2 separate regions of the Triticum aestivum genome follow, and region 2 is linked to region 1. The links are chromatin contacts, called in public Hi-C maps. All regions are on one chromosome and are shown on one strand. Each heading gives the region's core, a stretch centred on a gene start, on an enhancer-like site or on the middle of the called end of the contact. The rest is flanking DNA. Distances are from core to core; before and after follow the strand shown. Region 1 holds the start of LOC123092708 (probable carboxylesterase 17). Region 2 has its middle 9.5 kb from the start of LOC123092709.

Region 1 (4,918 bases), core at 1,321-3,820:
ATCTACTTAGGAAGGTAGATATGCCACTTCATTAAATGGGTAGATCTACCTAGCTAGTTGGGGAAGGAGATGGCTCTAACTAGTGGAGGGGGAAGGAAAAGTGAGGGGTTTGCATTAATGGAGGTGGTGTAGTTAGCTAGGGGCATTAAAGAGAAAGAAAGAGAGGTAGGAGAAGAAAGAGATAGAGTAATGGGGGGAGAAGCAAGTGAGGAAGAAGCAAAGTGAGGAAGAGAGGAGGGGGAGGAAGGGGAGGGAGAGAGATGGAAAAGCTGACTACTGCGCCTTAGCAGCAGCGCGGGCCAGTAGACGGCGTTATTGCTAAGACTTTAGCAGTAGAGCGTGCCTGCAGGCCGTGCTGCTGCTAAGTGGGGCCCGCCATGTGACACAGTACAACTTTACTAGCAGCGGTGGATCTTCAACATGCGCTACTGCTAATGTTTTAGTAGTAGCGCGTTTCCTGCCAGTCGTGCTGCTACTACACATAGCCTGGTGGCTAAGGCGTGGATCACATAGCAGTAGCGCATCTTGGCCTAACGGCGCTACTCCTAAAGTTATATCAGTAGCGCCCCTGTTAAACCGGCACTACTGTAAAGTAGCAGTAGCGCATTCCAAAAAGTCGCACTACTGATAAGCCTCCACATATAAGCTTTCTCCTAGTAGTGGTGCTTGACCCCTCGGCTTGGGTTATCAAGAACATCAACAAATGGGTGCAGTCTTTATTCTGGGAAGTGAAGGACAAGATTAACGGCGGAGAATGTCTCGTTGCCTGGTATACCATTTGTTGTCTGACTTGAGGTCTCAGCATTAAAACATGAGCTTACAAGTGCTCGCGCTACGCGTACATTGGGAGTGGCTGAGAAGATCTTACCCGGATAGGCCATGGTAAGGACTACACATGATGGTGGACGAGCAAGCTTGAGGAGTTTTTGATAGCCTTGTCAAGATCACAATGGGAGAAGGATCGAAAGTGCTATTTTGGAAAGACCGTTGGATTCATGGAGTAGCTATCGCGGACATTACCCCTATGCTCCTACAGTTTGTTAGTACCAGAAACCATAACAGGAGAACTATCCAGCACGCGCTCATCGATAATGCATGGACGGATGATGTCCAGAGCGAGCTTTCCTTCATGGGCCACATGCAAGTCTACCAGCTCTGCCAAGCCATCGCCATGGCGGAGAGGGACATCGTGGTGCCGGACCCTTTTGATTGGCCTTGTGATGCGTCTGGGAAATACACTGCTAGTTCGGCATACAAGAGACTTTGCATGGGGCACATTCAGTTCACCACAACCGGCTGCATTTGGCAAAGTTGGGCTCCACTAAAATGCAAGATTTTCACGTGGTTGGCCAACTAGTATCATCTTTGGAAGTCCGGTCGTCATGCTCGTCATGGATTACGAGATGCCCCATCGCCTTGCTACACTTGACCATATCTTGGCCCTCTGCGGTTACGCAAGAGAAGTGTGGCATTCATGCTTTCATGCGCTGAGAATCAACATCCAAGCTCCATCCACGAAAGTAACATTCATAGACTGGTGGCTACACCAACGATTGTGTTTCAACAGGAAGATGTGAAGAGGGTTCGACTCCGTAACCATAGAAATTGCTTGGGCTCTTTGGAAAAAACGTAATGCAAGTGTGTTCAACAACACCTCGAGACATAAAACGGCGCCACAACTCAAGACAGAAATACTTGACGAGATTGATGAGTGGAAGAAGGCAGGTCTGGGCGGCGTTGGTGCTTTAGAGCCTTCCGTGAGATAGTAGTCTTCATGTATCTAGGGTATAGGCGTGGGTGTGTTGGCTACCCTACGAGATGTTTGCATCCGTTAAGGCTTTTGTACATAACTTTCTACCTTCTATAAAAATAAGGTACGCCATTTGCGAACTCTCGGAAAAAGGAAGAAGAGTGTAGAGGGACGAGGCGTTTCTGCTTCCGGGCTCAGTTGCACCCGGGCTGGCGAAAAAAATCAAAACAAATACTAAAATATTAATAAAATCCATTTTTTGTGTGGTAGAAATTTAATGCGTGAGGTCTGCTCCAAATTTCAACTCACTTGGACATCTGAGTAGCCCTCGACAAAAAAGACAAATCGGATTGAAACAATGTGTGAACAGTAAACTTTTTTACGGACCCCGATTTGTTTTTGTTTTTTTGCCGAGAACTGCTAAAATGTTCAAATGAGTTGAAATTTAAAACAGACCTCACACATTAAATTATCTACCTAAAAAGGAGGATTTTTTTGAATTTTTTTAGTATTTATTTTGATTTTGTTTTTGACCGGCAACACATGAGTCTGAGCATCGAGTTGGATTTCCGAGTGTAGAGGCTGGAACACGACTAGCTGATAGACAGCGTACAAAAGACCGAAGCGTCCCAAGTGTTCCTACACGGTGGACTTTTGCAGGGGTCGCTCACGAATGGATCATTTCACACACTTCGCCGTGTGCGCGAATCACCGTACCCACCACCACCCCACTTGGCGAGTCCACTCGATCGCTCGGCAGCCAAAGCCAGCCCGACACCTGTCCCACCGCCCCCTCCCGGCTATAAAACCCGGCCACCGGCCAAGCTCCCCGGACAACGCTGCATAATTGTGTCCGCCGCCGGCTCCCGGGACACCACACAGCGCACAGACAACACAAGTCCTAGCACTCTCGTTGTCTCGCACCTGCCTGCCGGCTGCGCCGCTCGCGATCGAGCTAGGCCGACGCGCGCGCGAGGGCTTTTGCATGATAAGGAGGAGGATGGGGGCACTGCACGTCGGCGAGCCGCGGGTCAGCTTCCAGCAGCAGGTCGGCAAGAACGGCGGGGGCCACGGCGCCGTCGTGGAGGAGATACATGGGCTCATCCGCGTGTACAAGGACGGGCACGTGGAGCGCCTCCCGGCGATCCCCGACGTGCCCTGCACGTGGGGCTCGACGGCAGCCGCGAGCGGCGTCCTCGCGCGCGACGTGGCGGTCGACCGCGCCACGGGGGTGTGGGCGCGCCTGTACGCGCCGGCCTCCGCGGCGGGGAAGGTTCCCGTGGTGGTGTACTTCCACGGCGGCGGGTTCAGCGTCGGCTCCGCCGCGTGGAGCTGCTACCACGAGTTCGTCGCCCAGCTCCCCGCGCGGGCGGGCTGCGCCGTGATGTCCGTCGACTACCGCCTCGCGCCGGAGAACCGCCTGCCCGCCGCGTTCGACGACGGGCTCACGGCGCTGCGGTGGCTGCGGCAGCAGGCGAGCAGAAACACCGCCTCCGACGAGGTCTCGTGGTGGCGCAGCCGGTGCAGGTTCGACCGCGTGTTCCTCATGGGCGACAGCGCGGGCGCCGCCATCGCGTTCCACGTCGCGGCGCGGGTCGGGCAGGGCCAGCTGGGCGCTCTGGCCCCGCTCTCGGTCAAGGGGGCCGTACTGATCCAGCCCTTCTTCGGCGGGGAGGCCCGCACGGCGTCGGAGAAGAGCATGCCGCAGCCGCCAGGGTCGGCGCTGAACCTCTCCACCTCCGACAGCTACTGGCGCATGGCGCTACCGGCCGGGGCCAGCCGCGACCACCCCTGGTGCAACCCCTTGGCCCGCGGCGCGCCCCGGCTGGAGACGCTGGCGCTGCCGCCCGTGCTGGTGTGCATCTCCGAGGCGGACATCCTGCGCGACCGGAACCTGGAGCTGTGCAGGGCGCTGCGCAAGGCCGGCAAGAGCGTGGAGCAGGCGACGTACGGCGGCGTGGGGCACGCCTTCCAGGTGCTCCACAACTGCCACCTGTCCCAGCCGCGCACGCAGGAGATGCTCGCGCACATCCGGGCCTTCGTCGGCGCCAGGTCCAGCTGACAGACACACACTCGTCCGCCGTGTCATGTCAGTGTCACCCGTCGATTATAATTACTTAATCCAGTCTAATCCACTACCAGTTCCAGGCTTTCAGAGTAGATACCGTGTAAGCAGTAGTAACTTGTGGTACTCGCCCAAGTGAAGGAAAAGACAAGAAAAGGGTCCAATGCCGAACTTGGATTGTTGTAGCTAGTGCTGTCGGAAAGCAAAAGTGTAGCGGAAAAATAATACTCCTACCACTACCACTACCACTCCATGTATGTACATCGTGTTGTTCATTGTATCCTTGCTTACAAAGGCGGATCAATATATATATTACTACTACTGCTTGTGTAGTTGTGTTGTTTAAATACTAACTCGGCTGATGGTGTTTGCATGATCAAGGAAACCCGAAAAGGCCCCGGGAACAAATCATTGTCTGCTTGTCTGGTGCTTTGCACTTTGCACCATCCCTTCTTTTCTATGTTTCCCGTCGCTGCTTTGGGAAGGTTCAGGCTTGCTTGCTCGATGATGGAGCCCGGGACTTGTCTAAGCGCAATCATCAGTCGGCTAGTAGATCTTAGGCTAGCACCTGGTAAGAACAGAATAGAATCTTGGGTACGTTTCCCGATGGGAGGCCGTCACATGACCCCCAACCGTGGCGCAACAACGCAAGTGCGGGTGCGTCCGGGTGCTAGTGCCGCTGCTGCAATGCATCAGACAGGCCGGCCGGTCGATCGCTGGACGGACGCATCATTCTTCCTGCGCTCGTGCTCTTGGATGCAAGCCTCAAGTGCATATGTTTTCTGCGGCTTGTAAATTGTAAGGCACGCAGCGTTGCAGCTGTATCATTGCTTCGTTGCCTGTCTCGCCAACCACATCATGGCGGCAGGCAAACAATTGCGTACAAGCAGGCTAACATCATGCGTGATCATCTCAAAGGAGACTCGGCAACACTGGCAAGTTTAGCCACAATGCATATGATAAGTCATTGCTTGGTCACTTGCGAAATGATAAATTGAGACCATGCATGTGCCGAGTGTTGTTTACAAGTTTTTTAATTCCTTACCATACACACTGAGAATTTACCCCCTATTCCCAAAAAGGTTGTGTTTTGGGAGTTGTTT
Region 2 (4,918 bases), core at 1,480-3,979, 310 kb before region 1:
CCCTCTTCGAGCTCAGGGGAAACCCTAGGTCCGGGTCTCCCGGACCAGATAGTGACGGAGTCTCGGCGTCGTCTTCCTTCTTGCAGGCACTATCTTGCTCGCTCGTGGTGTCCTCGATTTTTGGCTCGCACAGTGTTGGAGTTCTTGTTGGTTTGGCATCGTTGTTCTTGGCTCGAGTTTGGTAGGTTTAGCTGTGATGTCCCTTCTGTTTGGGCCGAGCATCCCTTGTCTCTCTGCTCCGGGCACCATGTTCACGTCTGTCTGCGTTCGTGTCATATGTTGTACCCTCTGTACTCGTTCTTCTCCTTCTATCAATGAATGATACGCAAGCTTTGCGTATTCGCGAAAAAAGTAAAGCCCAAGAAGACCGGCCCATGTCGTAACAATAATACAATCGAGGTAACAGTTCGAGTCGACAGGATTTCGCTGAAACTTGTAAATTTCGCTCCACCTCAAAGTTCCCATCCAGGTTGGAGCATTTCTGACTCTAATATTTTCCTTGGTGCATGCAGTGCATCTACTAGTAAGGCTAGCCATAGTGGGGGTAACTTAGGTAGTAACTTAACACATCCAAGATAATTTTGCTTATGTGGCATGTATTTAATGAGGAAAGAGGTGTTTGTGGTAACATAATATGTCGGCGTTCTGGGAACGGGGGTCCCCAGACTTGCCTGCCTGCGGCCTGCGGCGTGGCTCAAGGGGCGGCCCAGCATGGCCCATCTTCATCAGCACGAGCTCAAGATCCTCGCGGGGGGCCAAGCCTCGCGGGGCGGACGACAAGAAGCTTCCTTAGGCATGGCCTCGTCAGGCTGGCTCGCGAGGAGGCGGAGAGATCAAGGCGGGGTACCTCACGAGGTGCCTATGACGCAAGCCATGACGACCAAGGGCGCCAGGCGGGCGTCAGTCCGCACAGTGTCCTCCTTTCCTCTTTGGTGCAAAGGAAGCAAGCGCAGGCGAGAGCATCAAGCAAAGGCATCCATTTCGGTGCAACAAGACCAAGACCGTCGCAACGACAGGAAGGAGGTCATTGTGGAGCCCAAGCTGGCGTCACCACCAGAGCCTTTGACAGGCGAGGACCAACTTTAGTCAGGATAAGTGTACTAGATGTTCCCCTTTAAAATGGTCAATTGTTGGCGCCCTTTCCGCTCAATATTTGGGAAGAGTCCCAGGACCTTTGCCTATAAATAGGACTAGCCACCCCCAGGGTAGAGGCATCTGGTAGAGCGACTGAACTCCCCCTAGCAGTTCATCGCACCAGCCAAGAACAGACCCTCGCGAGGCTGTTCTTCCTTGTATTGTTCATCACTAGCCCAAGAGGCAATCCACCACACCACATACTGGAGTAGGGTATTACACCACAATGATGGGCTGAACCAGTATAAACTCTGTATCTCTTGTGTTGTTCCTTTCGTAGCTTAGATCATAGCGAGGCGGTGAGGTGCCGGAAGGTAGTGGGCGAAATCTTCGCGCGCACCCGAGTGTTCGAATCTAGAGGGTCTGCCGGAACCCAAAATTCGACATAATATGTTACTGTAACATAGCATTTCTCGAGGCAAAATGAGTCTATAAGCTAATAAATAAAGCCATCTATGACACTATTACTATGTTACTTTGCACCATAAAAGTAGTAAATTAGACTAGTATCGTATGCATGAACGATACTAGTATAAGTTACTTCCCACTATGAGCAGCCTAAGGTGGTCCATTTGGAGCTGGCTGTCTTTTGTGGTCAAGTGGTAGGATAGCCTGTCGATTCAATTCACTAGGCCACCCATCCTATCATCAACCCTACCAATGCTTCCATGCTTGTACCACTAGGCAGGGTAGGGTAGCTCTTAGAAAAACACACGCTCGTGTTGGTGTAGTGGGCACATTGATACTGCCGTGTGGCGCAGTGAGTGCCACATTTGGCAGGGAAAAAATCTTATATTTCATCGTGCCTGCATGAATATATCCGACCGTAGCGTTGGATGCGTCTCCAACCGAGCGAGCCGACGCAAGGACGGAACAGTGTCCCCATTTATCCGGTGCACATGCGTGGCCTGACCTCCACGACCTCTTGAGACGATGGCGCGCGCGGGCCGGGGGATTAAAATCGAGTGAGGGGATTAAAAATCTGGTTGGCCCGGGCCCGTAGCGCGTAGGCACACCAAGGACGCAAGCATCCCGTGGATAACATTAAGGCCATGCCGCCAATGATTTTCGCCATTAATTGCTGCTAGTAGCTTATTGCCGCAAGTGGAAGGTCGATTCAGGATTGGACTTTCTACTATGGCTGCTAGTTGAGTCTTTTGGGTGTGATCAGATCTCCCCTACTATGTTGTAGCCATGTAGAGTAGGGATTAGCACTCGTTTTGTTGATCCTTTATGCCTTATAGCTCGCTAACTTATTTGTCGCACCTTTCTTAGCTGAGTGGTAACGACAAACTGATCAATAGCACTTCACGGAAGCTAGAAACTTTTGCCAGTTGGAGAGACTTTTACAGTGCCGTGCGCACTTACAGCACCTAGAAACAAGTTCAGGGAGTCGCGGTTTCCATCCAGAAAAACAAATTCAGAAAGTTGTGACGTGGCCACGCAAAGCGGATAACCACGACAGACTTGGGCCACCTCGCACCAGCTTCAACGAGACGGTGTGTTTGCCTTCCTCTTGCCTGGACCAAAGGAAAGCGAAGCAAGCGTACGTACGCGCTGCGCTGGCGCCACTCTGGTCTGGTGTGCTTCTGCCGTTCTTGGTTGGTGCACCGGCCCAAGTTAGGAGGAGGCGCCGGTGATCGATGCACGTATATCCACACATAGATACATAGCCTTTTGGATACGCGCCTAGTCTTTTTCTGTGCGCCGATCGTGCGTGCTGTGCGCCTTTCTCCGATGCGACGCGGAGCTAGCTAAAGCGATAGCGAGACACGGTAACCTGCCGAGTCGTCTGGCAAAAGGGGGCGGCGAGCGGAAAGATAGAAAGGAAGAAAGCGGCTGGGTCGAGCTCGTGTATGGTGTGGCGCTCGTGCGGGTACGGGTCGCCGGAACTCTGAGGCGTCGCCGTCGACGTGCCGACGGCGGTGACCATATGGATAGGAGGATCCCGTGTCTGCATGAGCAATTTGTACAACTGTGCTGACTTTATTTTAAAAATATATCTATATGCATCATATTTTATAGAAGGCAAAAAACAAGTACAAGAGACTACACCTTACTGCGAACAATGAATGTACTAGAAACACCACATAAAAGCTAATAAAAAACATTAGCCACCACAAGTAATACAAACAGAGGCTTGTCCTGACCTAAGTAGATCGTGATAATGTTGTAAGTGTTGATTGAGGGGTTGGACAAGGAGGGGGGAAGCTTGATTTGGACTTTGGAGAAAGGGGCGTCAACTCAAAGTTAGGCATAGGCCCGTTCCTACCATTACCTTAAGAATAGTCTACCTTGGGCTATGGGAAAATAAAATACTACGGGGTTGAGATTGATGGTTGTGTTGGTTCACTTTGTTTATCACAAGGTTAGGAGGACTGTCATTAAGCTATGGAGTGGATGGTCTGAAAACGCGGGATGTTATTTTTTCTAAGGGTCTGGCTAGGGACAAGTTGCATGAAAAAAATAATTTGGACAAGTCGATTTTCTCTCAAAATTGACTTTCATCAATTTGGATCACTCGCTTTTCTTTATCAGTCGATGGACGCTCTGGGTTTTTTTTTTGCGGGATAATTGAGGACTTTATTCATAAGAAAGAGCTCCGACACTATCGGCCATGAGACTGGTGATCAGCAAGTTCGGAGGATTGTTCATCCAACACTCCGTCACCTCCGTCGTGCAAGCAAGTTTTGCACACAGATGGGCGGAGATATTGGCAATGTCTCTTTACATGACTAATAGTAAAAAAAGGAAAAAGAAGCAGCTAAACCCTCGATATCAAGTAACACAGGCGCTATCAGCGAGCGCGAAGAGCGGCGCGAGTTCCAAAGATCGACGACCTCCAAGCTGTCGGTCTCCATCTCCACTCACACAAAGCCACGTAGTTGAGCAAAAACCACACCCTCGCGGAGAGTAAGAGCCTCCGCAACAAGTGGATCCGCAGTGCCCTGGACAGGCTTGCACCAAGCACTCAAGAAAGTATTAGACGATTTGGCGACACCTCCCAGTCCGCACATTCTTGCCTCCATGGAAATCCCAGCATCCGTATTGATCTTTATACAATCATCCTCAGGTGGTCTCCAACCATGGCCCGGTAAGATCTTTGCATGTCGTTGGGGTAGTTCTAGCAGCGACAAGGCCTCTCTTGTCATCTTCATAGAGTGAGCAGGATCCAAGCTTTCCCTATCATGTGTGATGTTGTTCCTGGACGTCCAAGTCGCCCACATGACAGTGATAATTTTTGCTTGGTCCACTTCATCAAATCTGGGGTCACACAGAATATCCCTAGACCAAGTTGCTGTATGGAGCTCTGGAAGTTTGACAGATAAAATTTCCCTCGCCTCCTTCCAGAAGAGCTTAGCATGAGTGCATTTAATCAATGCATGATACATGTCCTCGTCTGCATCAAGGCAGACTTTACAACGTGCCAAATCAACAATTTGTCGATGTTTCAAAGTGCACTCAGTGGGAAGAATTCCCCTTAGCACTCGCCACCAAAACACTCTCACCTTTGGCATAACTTTTAGCTTCCAAAGTCTTGTCCACAACTGCTTTTGCTTCTCTGAGTTTTCCGTGACTGTCCCTTCCCCTAGAGCAGAATGCTCGTTCAAGGTCATAAGAGAAAGGTACGCTGATTTCACAGTGTAATTACCCGACTTTTCTGCAGTCCATGCCCAGGAATCATCTCCTCCTCCCGCCCTCAATGGGATATTGAGAATAGCATCAGCTTCGGGGGCGATGAAATGGTTCCTCACCAAATCAACCTTCCATAGACATTGATCTC

Evidence for each region. Hi-C and Micro-C count contacts between places; a contact is called where the count stands out from the background.
Region 2: a contact with region 1 is called in a Hi-C map of leaf, with 2.8 times the contacts expected there. The contact joins the enhancer-like site here to the promoter of LOC123092708 in region 1. A contact is called at or near these places in 2 of 5 Hi-C or Micro-C datasets (both in leaf).

Annotation. Positions count from the first base shown.
Region 1 is chr4B:460,161,514-460,166,431 of IWGSC CS RefSeq v2.1, reverse strand. LOC123092708 (probable carboxylesterase 17) reads left to right here and starts at 2,570. Exons shown (of 1, transcript XM_044514527.1): 1 at 2,570-4,136. The coding sequence starts at 2,736. The coding sequence ends at 3,812.
Region 2 is chr4B:460,472,217-460,477,134 of IWGSC CS RefSeq v2.1, reverse strand. No RefSeq gene overlaps it. Among protein-coding and RNA genes, the nearest start is that of LOC123092709, 9.5 kb to the left of the region's middle. Within about 2 kb of position 2,729, at least 6 of the 8 cell types and tissues checked have an H3K27ac peak or open chromatin away from gene starts, as enhancers often do. A contact at or near this core is called in leaf, where this site is marked.